2 separate regions of the Zea mays genome follow, and region 1 is linked to region 2. The links are chromatin contacts, called in public Hi-C maps. All regions are on one chromosome and are shown on one strand. The core of a region is the stretch at or near the end of the contact, and the rest is flanking DNA. Distances in the headings are between cores, read along the strand shown. Region 1 holds the start of LOC100285258 (cyclin-like F-box). Region 2 holds the start of LOC100273965.

Region 1 (3,750 bases), core at 7-2,506, 610 kb after region 2:
ATACCTCAATTGATCGTGATCCTTTCATCTATACCCCTATATAACCCACCAGTTTCAACTTTGCAAAAACCCACCCAACCAAATCGCCCCACACCCATAACCTCCCCTAAATCCACCAAATGAATTGCACACACATATAACACACCCTCAAAACTAGTGGTTTAGATCATTGGATATCCCTCTCTCTTACTCACTCAAATCCAATGATCAATGTTATTTGAATCATCCTTTCTCCCTCATCCCTCACACGCACTGTGACTACCTTGTCTCCCCCTGCGACCTCGCCACCCCCTCCCCTCCCCCTCACTCGCGCCACCACCATCGACCCCTCCCCCTTCCCTCCTCGGGACCGTAGCGTTAGCACGAGTATTAGACTATTATGTATAGAGGAGGTGATATTATCTTAGTGAACAACAACTCTAAAACATGATTTGTTGGGGGAGAAGGTTTTTAGTCGAAGGTCCAATTTTAATAAAAAATACAGTTTTGTTTTTAGAAAGATACATTCGAACCACATGCCTGAATTGACAACTTTGATTGACTTTGCACCAGTGAACGCAAGTCGAAAGGAGGAGACGAAACTTGAACATGATTGAACTACCTTTAGATGCAACGGCAAAGAAGTTACAAAGAAAGTTAGCTATGCATGTAACCCTAATCCTATAAATAGGTTGTTATTAGTCAGGCTAGCACTAGGAAGCTGAACTGGTCGGATTTAGAGGACGACATAGCCATCTTGGAAAACTTGACCTAGCTAGTGTTGGTGAACAACTTCACCGATTTTGGAGACCTATCTAGCCGAGTTCGGCGGCGACGTAGATCGACTCTAACTTATGTTTATAATGTCAAATATTTTGGCACCCCAACATAGTGTTTGACAAAAAAAAACAGTTCATGATAGTTTATGAAGCTGTACCAAACAATTTTTTTTTATTATTATCTAAAATTGTTGCTCATACACGTGTGGATGGGAGCATACATTTGTCCCCTAAATTTGGTCACGAATCCGTTGGACAGCATTCCATCCCTGTTCCAGCGCAACCCAGCATGATTGGTCCTAAACGCGCGCGAGCGAACGCATGGCTCCCAATTATTGGTGCTCGACGGCTCCTAAATCCACTGACCAAAAAACCGGCATGGAACCAAACTCGCTTCCCTACAAACAAGGACAGCGGCACGACGAAGAACCACCAGCTTGAATTTTCCCCCATAAATATCCTTCTCCGCCACTTGCAAATTTTCCTATTCCATTTCTTCTTCGTCCTCGCACCAGTCCCTCCTCCTTGGAAGCGAGGGAGGAGAGTGGAGGGAGAGGGAGGAGCGAGGCAACGGTGAGCTCGGGAGGCGGCGTGGGGCTTGCACGCCGGCCCTACCCCCAGCTCACTCACCACGCTCTTCTCTCACCAACTCTCTCTCTCTCTTATCTCCTTCCAAGATTCCCCCATTTTTTTGTTGTTGTCCCCCCCATTCTTGCTAGGATCATTCCTTGATCTTTCGCTCGCTCCAGTACGCCCGTTTTCCAGCTCCGGAGATCCCATCTCGGCCACCTCCTGCGGTCTCCAAGCTCCAAGAGGCCAGATTCCAGCACAAATTTGAGGTCAATTTGCCCGCTGAGCTCGAATCAATCCGCTCGGCAACAAGTGTCCTTTGTTCCCCCGATCCCCGGGCTTCGATTCGATCGAATCCGACCTAATTTTATTGTGTGTGTGTGTGTGTTTAACCTTCTCTCGCTGCACTTTTCCTTTCTCCTCCCTGTCGCAAACGCAAAGTGGGTTCCATCGCGTCACCCGCACGGCTCCTCTGATCGGGCGGAGAAAGAAAGCGCATAAAAGGCGAGCTCTTGATGCGGTCTTGGTCGTAGCAACAGCAGCTCCACTGCTCCCGGCATCGCCTGCTGTTGTTTATCCATATACGGACGGAGCAGCGGGCGCTCCGGCAGAGGCAGTGGCAGCGCGCTCCCCCCGCCAGCGCGTGCTGATGCTTGCCCCCCTGCTCGCCGCCTTCGCTGTCGTCTTCCTGCTCCTCCTGTCCAGGCCATGCGCCCGTGACATGAGACTGTTCCTCGCCTCCCTGTGCCAGCAGCTCGTGCTGTCCCTGCTCGGGTTCCTGGCAGGCCTCCGCCTGCTCAGCGGCGTCGCGGCCGCCTCCGCGGCCACAGAGACCATGCCGCTCATGCCCTCCTTCAAGAGGAAGCGGGCCGCGGCCACGGTGGAGAATGCGGAGGAGGCGGCCGCCACGGCCGGCGGCGGCGAGACGTCGGTGCTCGACCTGCCGGAGCTGGCCATCGATTGCATTCTGGAGAAGCTGCGGCCGGCGGAGCTGCGGAGCATGGCCGCCGTCTGCCGCTCCATGCGCGAGCGCTGCCGCGGCGACCACCTCTGGGAGCGGCACATGACAAACAGGTGGGGCCGTGTCCTGGGCCGCGCCGCCAGGGACGAATGGAGGACGCACCTGGCTTCCGCCAGCGAGTCCCGCGCCGCGGGTGGCGGCGGCAAGCGCCGGAAGTGGCTCGCCGCGCTGTCCTGCGTTTGCCCGGTGGTGTCCTGGATGCGGCCCAGGGCCGACGGTGGCAAGTCGTCCGCCCCCGTTTTGGACGATTCCATCATGTCGTGGTACCTGTCCGTGGAGAGCGGCAAGTTCTGGTTCCCGGCTCAGGTCTACAACCGCGAGGTACCATCTCATGTCTTTCTCATCATTTACTAGCTGCCACTTCCATCCATATTGCCAAGCATAGCTTGCTAATTACAGTAGCACTCTTTGTGCTAATGACTGACCTTTTATTGTTGGATTACATCCCAATTTGGCTTAGTAGTCCTGGCCTCCTGGGCAGGCTTGCAATATACACCTTAATTTGGTCAGAGCAGCTTGCTTACATCTGTGTTCTTGTTGTCTCATGATCTTTGTTAGTTTCAAACATTGAAAGAATCCTGAGATTTCCTATCTGTTTTGCAGCACGGGCATGTTGGGTTCATGATGTCATGCTATGATGCAGCGCTCAGTTACGATTTCCATACCGACACATTCCGTGCAAGGTATGTTCTGACGATTTGTATGGTGGATACATACAAACTGAAAAAACTTGTTTCTTCAAATTCTTAAAACTGGTCATCATGTGGCAGGTACCCACCACACGGTCGACGAACCGTGGTGTTGGAGGATGGCGTGCAATGGGACAGGGTGAGGGCACCGCCTGTTGACACCCTTGCGCATGACCTGCACACCTCTGACTGCCTGCATGAGCTCCGGCCCGGCGACCACATCGAGATTCAGTGGAGAAGGAACAAAGAATTCCCATACGGTATGTTCCCGAGCCACCCAGCAACGCTTGCTTTTAATGCATTGATGCTAATCCTATCCGATAGTGGCTGAGGAGTATTTTTTTTTTAATCAGTGGATAGTGTGTTCTCATTCATGCACTTCCATGCATGTTTGGCAGGCTGGTGGTATGGAGTTGTTGGGCACTTGGAGTCATGTGATGGAAGCGAACACTTTTGTCGGTGCCATCTTAGTGGTGAGAATCTCTCCTAGAAAACAAAAAAAAAAGAAGCTACTCATTGAATTGACTAGTAATTACAGAAGCTGGTGTGTGCACATCTGCTTTTGGTGGTCATGACCATGCCCACAGAGTCTAAAGAACATTTATTTTATAGTAACATCATTGCCTCAAGACTCCCTTTTTTAGAAAAAATCCAGAATTTTAGAAAACCCCTCAAAATGATATGTAACATTTTAGACTCGTGTGTGTTCCTA
Region 2 (3,806 bases), core at 10-2,509:
GAGGCGTCGCCGTACACACACACACACACACACACACACACACACACATATATATATATATATATATATATATATATATATATATATATATATATATATATATATATATATATATATATATATATATATATATATATATATATATATATATATATATATATATATATTACTGCGTACGGATAGTAAATTTGTTTAACATATTTTTGGCAAAAAAAAGGCTTAAAGGTCAATATATATAATGAATGTGGTACGTTATTCCTTGTCGTTTCTCTTGAGATTTCTCAAACAAATATTTCGTGATTGTTAATATCCCTTTCTACAAATTAAAGTCATCTCGATTATAAAGATATATATATTTTTTAAACCGTCTGTAGGTAGATAGAGATAGCCATCTTGAGTAATTAATACTCTCTGTTCTAAAATAAAATTTGTTTTAGCCTATATATATATATATATATATATTATTTAATTGAATGTGGACCAAGAAAAGGCTTAGAACGAACTATATTTTCAAATAGAAGAAGTATAATACTGTACAGTAGACTAGAACAAGATAATGTACGTACGTACTTTTACGCCATATCCTCCCCTCAGGCTGTCTGTATGGGTGGGTTGTCCCTTGCTGCTACGTTCTGTTAGGCGCTATGAATTACAGGAAATTAAGTGGTTGACTTGGACAGCAGGCGGGTTACACGTTCCACTGTGCCGAGATGTGAGGTGCAAGCCGCAAGTGTGTTTGGTTGAAGAGTTTAGAGTAATGGAGCGGCTCTATTTTTATCTTTTGGTTTGGTTTTTAACGGAGGAGGGTGAAGTAGCTCGTAGTGTCCATAGCCGATCTATTCTAGTTGGCTGCTTAACCATACACACACTAATACCGTAACGCCTTATTAGCCCTGCCCGTAGGCCGTAGCGGCAGGCAGTGCAGCACGCGCGCGTACATCGCGGCGGAGCGGAGGTATACGTACCGGCGGCGAGGCAGACGACCCAGATGTAGAAGAAATTGAGGTAGGGGACGCCGGTCCTAGTCTTGTTGGCCTCGTCCAGCCGGCACCCGGGGCATCCCTCGTAGTACTTCGTCGTCCTCCCCTCCGGCGCCTGCAGCAACGGAACGGCCGCCGCCGCCGCTGCCGGACCACTCTCGCCGCCGGACATCCTTCCGTCGCCCTCGCCGGAAGACGATCGACGTGCCTGTTGGTCGTCGTCTCTTGAAGAGTAGTTAGAGCGGTGGTGGCCGGATGAATGAATAGAGAGATGCAAAACCCCCTGCCCTAAGTATATATATAAAGAATAACGTCTAACGTGGGAGGCCTTAAATACAGTGCGTCAAAGCTGGGACTAGGAGGAGGCCTGCATTGTGCAGTGCTGGTATATTGCTGCAGGGGCTGGGCTGGAGTGTAAGGCTGTCCGCAGTCGCGTCCGCCAGCCAGCTCCCTCCTCCCCTTGCCGGCTACAGATGCTCCCCAAGGCTGCAACAGCATTCCCCACAGGACCCCCTAGCCAGTAGATTTGAAAGGTGAACCGCTACCGCTAGCGTGAAGCAGCCGCCCCTCTATTCACGGTTCATGCGTACGATACTTTTTTAATAGGTGAAAAAAAAGTAATAGATGATAAATAGGGTTATAATGATATTTTATGGTTGTAGTGGAGTATAGAGGGAGAATATTAGAGAAACAACTGCGAGAGATAAAAAAATAAGAGATAAAATATTGATGATATGATAAAAAAGTAATATAAAAAAAAGAAATTTAGAGAGAACCGCTGCAGAGAGTCTAACATTTGGCATCTAACATTTGGCATCGGCGGCAGGCGCCGGGGCCCGTGCGACACGTCTTGTCGTCATTGTTTCCTGTTGAGTGGTGAACTGCAGCCGCCACTCGTCGTCGTCAGGGTTCAGGAATCATGACTACTACTAGCGTCGTTTTACTCGTTGTAGGTGGGCTATAGTGACCTTGCCGTGTGTCTGCTGGTCTCCTCCATGGACGTACGGATCATATGCACGCACGCACGCACGCGGGCGGAGAACCGAGGTGACCATCCACGCGCGCGGGCAGTATAGTGCTCTGCGGAAACGGGCCGGAAAATCAATGGAGATTACGGGGTGGAATTGGAAACCGTAACCCCCCATAGTCGCCATCATCGATCCAGCTAATTAACTTAAGTAGGCGACGACGACCCTGCATTGCTAGCGATATATGGCGGCTAGCTGGTCTGTCGCTCACTCCACGGCTGCATGCAGCTGCCGTGCGCGACAATACAAAGGTGACCCTGCGCGCTGTCGTCGTCGGAGATCAGGCATGTAGGTTCTGCGAAACTTCTTCCAGCCGCGCGCTGTAGAAAAGATGGACAGTGCGTGCACGCAGTGGCAGTGGCAGTGGCGGCATACATGCATGCATGCGTGCACCGGCAAAGTCTAGCTTTTATACTTGCCAAATTTGTTACAAACTACACGTTATCTTTCCTCTCTCGAGGTACGGTACGCGCTCTTATTGACATGTGCACTAAAACTATAGTTTTGAGTTCGTTGCAATTCAGGCACACAGAATAATATAGGAGAAGTACACGTTAAAAAAACATATTTGTAATATATAGATGGTTTTCTCATAATATTCTTTTGTCCAATCACATGCTTTCCATCTTCATGGTCTACCTATTATATCTCTTTATATCTTGACTACTCTTATGTCGGCATCGTTTTTTTTATCTAAGAAATCGTCATTCCTTCATTTTCCCTTTTTAATTCCAATAATGCTACCTCATTAATTGTTTTGTTTGGTTGACACTATAATTAGTAAGTTCATATATAAATAAACTTTGATTTTGGCAGGTCGCAGTACATGCCAGTTCCAGTAGACATGGGAAGATTTTTTTTCGAAGAAAAAATGATTATAGAATAAGAGCATCTCCATTAAAAATTGACTAAAACAAATCTTATGTTTGTAAAATCAACAACAAAGGGGACTGAAGCAAAAAAAAAACATGCACTAGCACTCTAGTTCCTTTTCAATTCCATTTCTCTATTTTTTTTTCTCAATCCCTCAATTGAAGGAAAACAACCACCGTTTATCCTAATTCCCTTTCCGACTTCCGCTTGCTTCAGGTTCATGCCCTCATGGGTGTTGGCTTTGGGCCAAGAAACCAGTGGGCCGTTGCGGAGCTGTGCCGTGTGCGACTCGACGGCTCCCGCATCTTCCAGCAGACAGACAAGAGAAGCCCAACGTCTGACTGTGTGAGCTAGGGACGTTGGGACGGCAACGGTATATACCCATTAGATAGTATCATTTCATACATGGTATATACCCATTAATAAAAATTATATCCTCTAGATTATCTATATACACTCGTGGGTATAGAACCGTGTGGTTAATTTTACTTGTTGAGTAATCCGTACCCGCTAGAAAGATCTCAATTTCTAAAATTCCTATCACTTAAAATGTCAAATAAACACATAACTATAAATTCAACTTAAATACAACATACCATATGATTACATAACTTAACAGTTAAACAAATATTGGTCGAGAAAGAATTTATTTCAGATAAGATGTACTTTATTATTGATAATAATAGTATGATGTGGGTATATTTTACCCACCGGTACATGGGTCTAGGTAGTAGCCACTCATACCCGTATCCGTCTACCTAACGGATAGAGATTCTTGTTCACTAACATACCCGCAGGTAGAGAAACAATCTCATATCCGCCTACATATCGGGTCAAACCCGTTAAATTTTTGGTTTTCGGGTACCAATTATCATCTCTAGTCTGAGCCAACTGGAGCTGAGTGCTGACTGAATGGATCACGATG

What was found. A called contact is a pair of places that touch in the nucleus more often than the background predicts.
Region 1: a Hi-C map of tassel shows a contact between it and region 2, with 2.9 times the contacts expected there. The contact joins the promoter of LOC100285258 here to the promoter of LOC100273965 in region 2. A contact is called at or near these places in 2 of 25 Hi-C or Micro-C datasets (ear and tassel).

What each region holds. Positions count from the first base shown.
Region 1 is chr3:46,168,392-46,172,141 of Zm-B73-REFERENCE-NAM-5.0, forward strand. LOC100285258 (cyclin-like F-box) reads left to right here and starts at 1,257. Exons shown (of 5, transcript NM_001366718.1): 1 at 1,257-2,670; 2 at 2,953-3,032; 3 at 3,120-3,298; 4 at 3,437-3,511. The coding sequence starts at 1,978.
Region 2 is chr3:45,561,042-45,564,847 of Zm-B73-REFERENCE-NAM-5.0, forward strand. It overlaps LOC100273965, which reads right to left and starts at 1,260. Exons shown (of 17, transcript NM_001148352.1): 1 at 966-1,260. The coding sequence starts at 1,152.